2 separate regions of the Gossypium hirsutum genome follow, and region 2 is linked to region 1. A link is a contact called in public Hi-C data. All regions are on one chromosome and are shown on one strand. Each heading gives the region's core, a stretch centred on a gene start, on an enhancer-like site or on the middle of the called end of the contact. The rest is flanking DNA. Distances are from core to core; before and after follow the strand shown.

Region 1 (5,883 bases), core at 1,788-4,287:
ATTTGAATTTGAATAATTCATGCTATCCAAAATGCAGTAATGAGGTTCATACATGGTGAAGTATCCATTTCTTTGGGAATTTATTTATCCACCATCTACAGCTTCAATTAATAGTACAATTAAATATCAAAGAAATATTGTTCTAACCAGCACTTGCGAAGATATTGCTGGAATAGAATAAAACACCGTTGATGCCACTTAGTTGCTGAAGCACCAGTAACCCAATCCCTATCTGCAACATACCAATTAACACTAACCGGGGGGGGGGTTCAATCAACGTTAAGGGCAAGGGGGGAAAAACTATAAGTGAAATAAGAAAAAAGAATATACCGTCAAGGGATACCAATATCTTTTTCGCTTGAGATCTGCAAATCGAATTGTTGTTCTCCTGCTTGATGATGCTACAGCTCTCTGCAGAGGTGCCAATTAGAGCTTAACTTTTAAGAGTAGAACAGGGAAAAAATGCCAATAAGAAAAAACCTTATGCTAATCAACTAAAGCTTTTGCATAAGAACTTAGGTTTGCAGTACAATCCAGAAAGCATGAGCCTTGGCTAAAGTGAAAAAGACATATTGAAGTGATTCAGTTCAATACCTTGATTTCATTAACTTCAACAGAAATATCTGTATCAAAGCCCCGCAAAACTTGCAGAGAGGCTTCAAAATCTTCCATCATTCCCATTTTTGCCTGGATGCAACCCATTCAGAAGACATAGACAAAATACTAAATAGAAAAGAAAAGAGGAAAAAGTAAGAAGTTTTAAAAGGTCCACTCAAATGATGGCAGGTACTTGTTTCTTACCAGCCATCTAGGAGATTCTGGTATGAAGAATAGGCCAGGTATCAATATTGTACAAGGTAATACTCCTACAAAGAAGAAACATAGCAGCTTGTTAATGATAACTGTGCATTTAATAACAAAATTTATTGATTATTGATACACAATGGCCATAGTTAAGATTCAACAGAACCATGGTGATCTAATGCATATGCAAATGATGCCATAACTTCATTGTCATGGGAAAAAGTAGTCTCTTTAGAGCCTAATAGCCATCTATCTCTATTAAATTTAAAAAAGCTTTAATTCCCTTTAGAGGAAAGATATTTCCACAAGCACTACTTATTTTCTACAGAGAGGGGGGGCGGGAGAGAGAGAACACAGTGAACTTCAATTACACGCAAGGGTTCAAGTCTTCACATGCATGCGGCCATGCACAATACGAAATCTTCAAAGAAATTTGAATTTGTTCGAATAAAAAAAATAATACACTGTTTCTTCAACAGCATTAAGTGCTTCTCTTTCTGGAAAGAAGGGCTAGGTGAGCAAAGTTTAATCCGCTTACCCAAAACTGCAAGTACTCTCCAATTTGTAAAGAGTCCCAACAGGTACGCCAGCATTATTCCAATAGTAACCGATAGCTATCCAATAAAGATGTTCACTTGATTAATCAGTAGACAGAAGCAAATAAGGGATACTGAAATGGATACTAGTGTACAACAAACCTGGTTCACTGATCCAAGGCTTCCTCTCATGTTTTGGGGTGCTATCTCAGCTATATACACAGGCACCTTGACATAATTTTTTTTAAAAAAAAAATCTTGGAACTATTCTATTTTAAGTATTACTTGTAAAAGGAAAAAAAATCCAAGAAACGTAAAAAAAACAGCTGAAAGCTTTCAAGGTACCGTATAAGAAATAATACCAACACCGAACCCTTCTAACAACCTTCCCATAAATAAAAACGAAGAATCCTACAAATGCCCAATGCGTACGAAGTTAGCAACATGCTTTGCAAAGGAAACACGATTACAAGTACAAAAAATTACTAAAAGTCACTCACTTTGGCAAATGATATGGCCAGCCATCCTATTATGTTTGGAATCGCAGCAATCATCAACGACTGCAGATTTTAACACCACAAACAGCATTAAATTGTTGAGTGAAAAAAGAAAGATCAAAGGATTCGTATTTGATGCAATATCAGCGCAATTACATATATAAATTTGGAAGATTAATGGATTAAATTTATAATTTCTCAGCTCCAAGGTTAAAGAATACATTAATCAAAGGGTAAATCATATTACGAAGTAAAGAAGTTACCCCTTTTCGGCCAATATATTCAGCAATCTGACCACTGGTTATTGCCCCAACCATTGCGCCCACATTTGACAACGAACCAAAAATAGAAAACTGGCCCCCAAAAAAAAGAAAAAAAAAGGGGGGCGGATTTAATGAAAAGAACAACAGAATAAAATCAATTCAAATTAAAAAAAAAAGGAATTTGGGTGACTCAAAAATCAATACCTCTGAAATCGAAAGCTTAAGATCACTGATAATTTCAGCTTGAGTAGGAGAAGAATATCCACACTATATATTCAAATTTTTTTTAAAAAATACAGTTAAAAATGAAACTGTAAAAGCGAAAAAGACCAATAATGAGAGTGAGAAGAGGGGTGTAGAATTATTATACGGTAAAGCCAAATTGGATAGGACCCAAGGCAACGATGAGGACACAAAGAACGACGGAGATAGATCCATCACGAAGGACTTGAGCGGAAGAACTCATAATACTGGACTGCCTCGAACTCATCCGATACCAACTTCCAGTATGTAAGAAGGGCTTCTTGAGATCCCGACTTTCATCATTGTCGTCCCGGAAACTCATCGCCAATTCGCTCTAAATTAAACAACGGAGAAGAAAAAGGATCAAAATTTCCAGGAGAAAAAAAAAACTTAAAAAGCTTTAGAGCAGAAATGAAAATAATGAAGATTAGCATGATGACGAGATGATGAGTGTCGAGTTGTTTAATATTCAACATTTTGTGGGAGAAAAACGGCACGTGGGATGACGTAGTTTGTTGGTCGGGGGCTTATCCATTCGTTTGGTTGAGGATTGTCGTTTTGGGCAACAACCCATGATTTTCGCATACATCGGCCTGATGTTTAGTTTTCTTGTATGGATTCAAACTGTTGCCCAACCCCATAGCAATCGGAGCTACTTTGTAGGAATTTGGATCAATTAGCCCTTTTTTACGTGCTCTCGTCTATTAAAAAAACTGAATGTCCCCTTTTAAGTCTAGAGACAATGACCATATTTTACTTGCAAATTTTATTAAAATCCAATTAATTTGATTAACTTAATTTAGGTTTGGTTAAGAAATTCAATTAAAATAACATTTCAAGTAGTAAAGGTAAATAGTCTGCTCTCGGTAGCACGTCCTTGTCTGCTCTCGGTAGCATCTTTGATTTTACTTTGTCTTTTGGTATTCTAGTGTTTGTTTTTTTGAAGTTTTGTTTCGTCTTTTTTATGTTTTCTTTACGTTAGTTCTGGTAAGAAGACAAGATGGAGAAGGAGATGGAAGGCTTAAATCTTGAAGATGAAGAAGATGTTGGAATTTCATTGCCAATAGATCGGGAGGCACAAAATTTGACTTACGAGTTTTGTTTGGTTGGTTGTTTTTTAACGAGTACTGCTCATTTTTCGGCTATGAAAAATACTATGGCAAATATTTTGCATCCATTAAGGGGAGTACTAATCTCAGATTTGGAAGAAAAAAAGTTTTTTTCTCAAGTTTTTCCATGAAATGGATATCAAGCGTATAATGGAAGGGGGCCATGGACTTTCAATAACCACATGTTGATTCATCATTGTTTAGAGAACAATGAAGATCCGATGCAAGTTCCTCTGGTATTTTCACCTTTATGGGTTCAAGTTCATGATATTCCCCTCAATTTCTTTTCGAAAAGTATGGCAAAACAATTGGGGAATTTTTGTTGCACATTTTGTAGAGTACAATGCTAAACCTCTAAGTAAAGGATTCATGAGTTTCTAGCGTTTTAGAGTAGAGGTCGATATCAAGAAGCCACTGAAAAGAAGAAATAAGATCATGTTATCTTCATCAAATTCAACTTATGTCTCCTTTTAATATGAGAGGCTGACTTTATTTTGTTTTCTCTGCGGGCGATTACGACATAATGATAAATTTTGCCCTATCCAATTAGTAAAAGGGGATGAGGTTTTGGAGTCGAGATGGAACTCAAATCTAAAAACGCAATCTAGAAGAGCTATGGTTGAGAATAATGTCTGGCTTTGGGAGGTAGAGGATGACGAATTTTGGGAAAAAAATCTGACAACCATGATTTGGGGAGAAATCAACGGGAGGGTGTTAGGAGAGATTTAAGGAAGAAGATAAATCCAATCTTGGGATTTAATTGGGAGGAATTTCATTAAAAAAATGGAAATGAATTCTATGGGATCTTCTAGTGGTGTAGGACAATTTGAAATGGACCATGATCTTGAGGAAAGCCCTGTTGCACAATTGGACGAAAAGAAAAGGCCCAAGATAGTCTTTTTGGACTTTAGCATTTCGGGAATGGAAGACTCGCTAGGTACCACGAATGAACAAAATAATGTTTGTTCCTTTATGATATTGGTGGCGGCCTGGACGCCTGTCGACCGGGAACCATGAAAATGATAAGTTGGAATGTTCACAAATTGGGGAGTATGCAAGCGATTTGAAGATTTCAACACATGCTAAAGATCTACAATCACCAAATTATCTTTTTAATGGAGACTAAGATAAATAGTGCTCGAATGGAGAGGGTCTGAAAGCGATGTGGATTTTCTAATGGAATTATTATTTCAGTAAATGGAATGAGAGGTTGGCTTAGTTTAGATTGGAACGGAAATGATTTGGTCCAACTGCGAAGTTATTATCAGAATCACATTGATGCTAAAATTTTGATGAATGACAATGATAGTAAATGGAGATTAACCAGATTCTATGGTATCCCGGATGTGCACTTCAGAGGGGAATGATGGAATTTATTACGAAGTTTAAGTCGAAATCAAGACTTGCCATAGCTTGTATATAGAGATTTTAATAAAATTTTGTATTCTTTCGAGAAATCTGGTAGATTTCCAAGAGATAATAGACGGATGGAATGTTTTCGGAGAACGCTTGATGATTGACGACTAATAGATGCGGGGTATTCTAGACCTTGATTCACTTGGGAAAAAGGTAACCTTCTTGAAACTAATATTTGAGAACGACTTGATATAGGTAGCTAATGTTGAGTGGTTTGATATGTTCCCGGATTTCTTAATCAACCACTTACATCATTCTTTTCCTGATCACTATCCTCTTCTAATCAAAATTGATCAAGGGGGTCAACAGAAAAGCCGAAAAAATTTTAATTTTGAATCGTAATAGGTCTTAGAAGAATCTTATGAAGAGGAAGAAAGGCATATTTTGGAGTTGAATTCTAGTTTGGTTCTAGAGAAACTTGAAATGCTTTCAACTAGGCTAAAAAGATGGGGCAAAGGGTATAAAAAGCAAGCAAATCAAAATTTCTAAAGGCTTGCAAGACAAGTTGGGTCGGTTGCTGGAACTTTCTAAGGATGATGATACATTGGCTGAGATAATCGATATGAAAATCCATCTTAATATGGAGATTGAGAAGGAAGAAGCTTATTGGGAGCAAAGAGCCAAGACAAATTGGTTGAAAATGGAAGACAGAAACACTAAATTCTTTCACAGTTTTGCATCCCAAAGAAGACATTCAAATCGTATCCGGAAGCTGGTGGATGAAGCGGGTAATGTAGCCACGTCAGAAACCGAAGTGGAAGAATTTGCACGCAAATACTTTACTAATATTTTTGCATCAAAAGGAGTGGGAAATATGGAACACATTCTGTCAAGAGTGGATACTTGTATAATAGCATAAATGGATCAGATACTATTGGCTAATTATGCAGATGATGAAGTGGTTTCGACATTAAAATCAATGGGGTCCAACAAAAGCTACTTGTTCTGACGGATTCCCATTACTATTTTTCTAGAAATTTTAGAATATTGTTGGAAGAGATGTAAGCGACTTCTA
Region 2 (6,018 bases), core at 763-3,262, 210 kb before region 1:
CTGACAACAACTTATCTTTCATAGGACGGCTTACTATATTTGTTTTTCAAACAAGCACTCCTTTTTCTAAATGTTGGTCCGTTGGGTCGTCGGATCCTTTGTTTTTTTCTTCTTCTTCTTCTTCAAACAAACACTCCTTTTCTCAACTTACCTTTTTCTTTTCCCATCCTTCATTAAAAAAAAAAAAACTCAATCTCCCAAGAAACATTCCAGTTGTATTCTCGTTGCTTTTGAGGAATGTTAAATTAATGCGGTCTCTCATTATTTAAAAGCCTGTTGCAAGGGTCTTTCCTTGTTTATCACATTTTTGCATGCCATGCATGGCATGCAAAACCCAACCCAACCCAACTCTACAATTTTTTACATTTTTAAAAATAAAATAAAACAAAATCTACACCCTCACGATACCCTCGTGGCACCTTGAGAATTGAAAAAAACCCTGAGACGATCTGCTTTGATTTCCCTTGGAAAAACCATAAAAACTATCCTAAGCCCTAAAATTAGTGGACCCCACCCCAACGAGTCACATAGCATCATGATTAAATTCGGGAGCATGAAAAAAATAAAAACGCCATCCAAAACATTAAATCATCTTCGATGGGTTTCGTGGGTTTGAGATGATTAAGCAAATCCCAGAGTTTCCCATTAAAAAAAATCTCCTCGAATTTTATGGGCATTTGAGCTCCTCCCCCACTCTCCTCTCCTCGGCGTGTTCTCCACGCTCGCATCGATCATTTGTGGGTCGCGTGGCGGAAAATGATGATTGGAAATGGCGACACTATCTCGGGCTACTCACAGGGTTTTTTTTGTGTGTGTTTTCGTGGTTTACAAAGCGGTGAGAAGAGCATCTTTTGGAAAGCGGTGGCCGTCCCGTTTGTCGAACTAAGTAAGGCCCCTCACCAATCTCTAGACGATCTGATTCTTTTTTTTTTCCTCTCCTTCTCTCTCTCTTCATATCTTTTTGAATCTTTCCATCATATTCTTCATGAGATCAATTGAATATTATTTTGGGTTTTTTATTTTGGTTTGGGGTTTAGCCATGATGATGTGGGGTCATTTCTGAGTGTTCCCTTTTTTTTTTTTGTTTCTTAATTTCTCAAAATTTTTGACCTTTTTCTTTTTGTGATTTCCCATCTTTGACTCAAACATCTTTCTTTTCTTTCTCTCTTGGTAAGCTAAGTAGAAACAGAGATGTTTGTTGCTTTGATGATTGCAGAGTATCTCATTTTGATACCTTTATTTTAAATTTAATTTTTTTCATTTCATTTCCCCTTTAGCCTTGTTTCCAGTGTTGGGGATTTTACTATTTGCTAAGACAAAATACTAGAAACCAAAAGGCTTTTTCGGGGTGGTGGTGATGGGTTTTAGATACGGAACATGAAGAGATGATTATCATGACGATATTGGCTTTGGTTTTTTGAGAGAGGTTCACGTGATTCCAGGGTACGGTTTGGTTCTTATCATAGTAACCTTGAAAACTTGATTATCTTTTTCTTTTTGAAGGGACGAATGGATTGGACTTGCCTATGACTATAACAACTAACGGAGACGCCGTTGTTATAATAGCAGTGTTCATAGCTCCGCTGAATACACTTATAAATAAATTTATCAACTTAATTTATCCTTCCCCCACTGCCAAAACCAGTGCGTGACAATCACTAACTCCTTCCTGTATACCTGATCATTGAAGACATAGTTAAAGTTAAAACCTTTCAGATATCACAAACCAACAAAAATTTTAAATAAACAAGTATTACTAAGTGATCAATGGTTATGGGAAATTACAAAATATGTCTTTATTCTCTATCCAACTTGGAAAACAACAATTTTAAACTTCAGACACTAATTTTTCTTTCAAACTATAATCAAAACGATGGTGTTTTTATTACACTGAGAGCACGAGGGAAAGGTATAAAATCCTGGGAATGAATAATACCCTTCGGCAGTGGGGACTGGAGCGTGGGAAAAACGCCGCAGAGAGAAGGGGCGTGGGGGGGCGGGGAGGGGTGGAAATGTTCCATTTTCCTTGGGAGGCTGGCAATGACAGAGGAGAGGGGGCAGAGATACGGATACGGACAGAGGTTTTGATGTATTGGGTTTTAGAGTAATAGGGCCTCGTGATCGGAGAAGGCAGATCCATGGAAGACTGTTCCCGCTAGTCACGTGGCCCTCTTTTGACTACCCAATGACCAACCCATTGCTTTGCTTTGTTACGAGCGCCCCCCCCTCCCCCACCTCCCTTTTCCCCTTCAGTTTTGGAGTATAAATTCCATTGCCCACAACACCACCTAGTCCTCAACTTGCAAATAGTAGAGCCTTATTAGTTATTTCTCTATACTATCCCCTCCACCCTGACCCAGACTCTGACTGGCCGACTTATTTTTCTTTTTTCTCTTTACTTAATATTTAAGAGTACAAGTATACTAGTAGTATTTTAACTATATTTATGCATAGTTTATTGTGTTTTTTTTTGGGGAGGTTTTCTAAAAGTTTATTTCTCTATCTGTAACATGCAACCTGGGACCCTCTCTGTCTGTATCTTTATGTCTCTCTTGCTATACAAGCATGTACATCTCTCCATTTGCATTTGACGACAACGTGGACTACAGGTGCTGACTGGTATTTCGCCATTTTATTAGCTTATAAAGCTACCAGACAACAACTCTTCTCAGTCCCCCCCTCTCTCTCTCTTTTCTCTCAACTTCTTATTCAAACACTATATTATTGCACTTGGCTCTCAGTTTTACTATTTGGCTCGTACTATCCTGCCATTGCCCTTTAACTATACACTCCCACCATCAAATTCTTTCTATTTTCAATTACATTAGCTTGTTCTTTTTCCATTCATCTTCAATCCCTTTGTTTCTTCGTTTTTCATTTTGTTCTCACTGATCAGTTGGCGATTGTTGGTTGGTTTTTTGATCATTCTGAATCTACCCCCATTCGATCTTCGTGGTCATCCCATAGTGCTGAAATTGAGGTGACAGTGGGTATAGTTAGGCCTTTGACACATATTCATAGAGAAACCGATTGCGAAAACAATGCACAGGTGCAGTAGCTCTCAGGGAAACATGGTGGGTCCATGTTCATGTGGCCTGTATCAAAGCCAAAGCAACTCCTCGTGGCTATTTTCCATGCCGAACCACCGATCTTGCGATGAAACCAACATGTACCCTTTCATGCCCTCTTCATCTTCTTCCGTTGATTGCACTCTCTCTTTGGGAACTCCATCCACTCGTCTTTGTGAAGACGACGACAAGCATATCCGCCATGAACGTAGTAACCCTTGCATTTCCAACTATTGCTGGGACATGTTGCAGAACAAGAGCGCACCTTATTCACACCAAACCACCAAAGCTAGCCGTGGAAGCAATGGAAATAGCAGTAACGGCTCAGGCAACGATCCTCTCTTAGCTCGCCGCTGCGCCAACTGCGACACTACTTCAACCCCACTTTGGAGGAACGGGCCGAGGGGTCCAAAGGTATACCAAAATTTCCAAATCCGAATCTCTCCATTGTTTCTTCGGGATAAAAAAACAAACAACCTTATATCCTTGTTTTTGTTAATTGCAGTCACTTTGCAATGCCTGCGGGATTCGATTCAAAAAAGAAGAAAGAAGAGCTACAGCAGCAAATGCAAACAACTCATCGAGTGCAACAGCTTCAATGCTGGAACAGCAACACCATGGCTATCAGTATCACCACAACAATTCATGGGTTCATCAGAACCAAAAAATGCCATGTTTTTCCCCTCTTAATGAATTCAGGTTCATTGACGATACTGATCGAGATTCTGATACTGGAATCCCCTACCTTTCTTGGAGACTCAACGTCACAGACAGGCCAACAAGCCTTGTCCATGACTTTACAAGATAAAAAAAAATCAAAGAATAAAGAAGAAAAAAGAAAAGGAAAAGAAACCCTGGTTCCCATTGACGGTCAAGATCATGCACCAATGACTGAAACGTATCACGATGATGGTGACGCTTACATGGTCTTCGTTTCGTTTAGTCAAAAATTCTTTTTTTATTTATTTATTTAAATTTTGCTTTTCTTTGTTTGTCTCCTTTGTCTGTCTTCAATAGATGGTGTAAGAACGGGATCATCCTATGTTCTTAGTTGCTTTTGATTTTGATATTTTTTTTCATGTTCTTTAACTTTTCCTTTCACCTTCAGTTTTATATTAGTAAAACATTTCTGTTTTAGAGTTACAACTTTCTTCACATATCATCCCCTTGTTGACCTCCCCCAGTTTCTTGGTCTTCATCATCCCACTAGGTGAAACATTTTTATCAGATATATGATGAGTTCAGCACCTTTAGATTTAATTACTGATATTTCTTTCCTTCCCTGATGTAATAATGTAAGGATATAGGAAGTACGTGTTTTGCCTACATAATGCAGCATTGGTACCTTTTCTTTTTTAATGTTTATGAAACTGGAGTTTGCTTTACCTGTTGAGACTCTGGACTCTGAACCTGCCTCAGTTTTCTTTTTTTCATTTCTCTCAATTTCACAACTCCTAGACAACTTAAGATGAAAGAGAATATTTTTTTTTTATGCCTTGGGGACTCAGTAGTAAATTAAGTAACTATTCATGATTTAATCTTTATCAATTCAATTAAGAGCGAAAAATCTAATGGTCCAAATACTTGGAAAATTAACAATTTGTGGTTGTCCTTGAGGTTCAGGCACATAGCAGAGCAGTAATTTGTCGCATTAGGCTTTTTGGGCAAATCGACAATGTCTGAAACGCACACACATACTTGAATATTGACCGTCAAATTGGCCTCACCTCTGCAAAATGCAAACCCTATTTTTGCTTTACGTTAGATTTATTTCTGCGTAGTTTATTCTGAAATCCAAGTAGATTGGTTTTTCATTTAAAAAGGAAAAGATGAAGAAGATATTTTTCACAAGGTTATAAATATTGAAATTTGGAATTATGAATAATATAATATAATATAAGATGGTTGGTGCATGTGGAGGGGGGAAGTCTAATTACCAAAAAGAATGTTTGTTAAGGATAAGTAAAAAGGAGAAGTCAAATTAGAAAAATAGGCCGAATATGGAATTGATGGTCACATGTAAAGTGGTTGTGTTCAACCTTGAATGGGGCAAGCAAACCCCACATTTCAAAATTTTTAGACAGAACTTGTCTTCTATGCCCACACATCATCTTGGATCTTTAAGGTTCAACATCTGTCTTATTTATTTATTTATTTTATTATATCTATTCTGCGATCTATAATTATATATGTTCACCAAATATTTCTTTTAAAAATTGAATTATTACATAAGTCCCTATACTTTTTTTTTCTTATTTATTTGATTGGTACCCTAATAAGCTTTTATTTTCAAGTGAAAGGTTAACAACCTGTTTAGGCTAGGTATAAGTGAAAAGATTAACTTTGTTTTTAGGGGGAAGACTAAAATAAAATAATATAAAACATATTATCATAATTAATTTACAATTAAATATAAAAAATGTAATTGTGTATCAAATATAAATAAATAAATTTATTGTTTTTACAATGAGAAAGAAGAAAGCCTTACCCACCATATTGCAGACTGCCTATTTCAGTGAAAATAGGCCCAGCCCACAGTTCACATTTTTTGTTTCCTTTTTAATAGATTGATTTACGCAAAACGTATCTTGGATCATAGCAGGCCTATTCATTATTCCTATTTTAGATTTAACAGATTAAATTTCTATTTCTTTTTTTTTCTGGGCATAACGTTAAATTTGGTATAATGATAATTTTTCCAATCTGACCTTTGTTTCTTTCTTTTTTTTTTTTAAAGTTAAATATGATCGATTAACTTTTTCAAAAGAATTATGTCTCTTACAAATCAAAAGTACTACGTTATACACTTTAAAAGGCATAGTAGAAATTGAACTCTCTTTGGACGCTTTCGCTAGCAATGAACGCTCAGGCTCTTCGCTACCGACGGAGTTGCTACGAGCTACTAAGAAAGTAAAAAACAAAGATTTTGATATGGTGGATGATGATGATC

Evidence for each region. Hi-C and Micro-C count contacts between places; a contact is called where the count stands out from the background.
Region 2: a Hi-C map of leaf shows a contact between it and region 1, with 3 times the contacts expected there. The contact joins the promoter of LOC107901383 here to the promoter of LOC107901361 in region 1. A contact is called at or near these places in 7 of 34 Hi-C or Micro-C datasets (anther, fibers, hypocotyl and 2 more).

The regions. Positions count from the first base shown.
Region 1 is chrA11:26,795,466-26,801,348 of Gossypium_hirsutum_v2.1, reverse strand. It overlaps LOC107901361 (sugar transporter ERD6-like 6), which reads right to left and starts at 3,037. Exons shown (of 17, transcript XM_041081748.1): 1 at 2,471-3,037; 2 at 2,305-2,367; 3 at 2,101-2,190; 4 at 1,841-1,900; 5 at 1,686-1,751; 6 at 1,503-1,568; 7 at 1,343-1,418; 8 at 802-866; 9 at 595-687; 10 at 331-411; 11 at 148-232. The coding sequence starts at 2,665.
Region 2 is chrA11:27,005,579-27,011,596 of Gossypium_hirsutum_v2.1, reverse strand. LOC107901383 (GATA transcription factor 18) reads left to right here and starts at 2,012. Exons shown (of 2, transcript XM_016827377.2): 1 at 2,012-3,482; 2 at 3,574-4,328. The coding sequence starts at 3,042. The coding sequence ends at 3,876.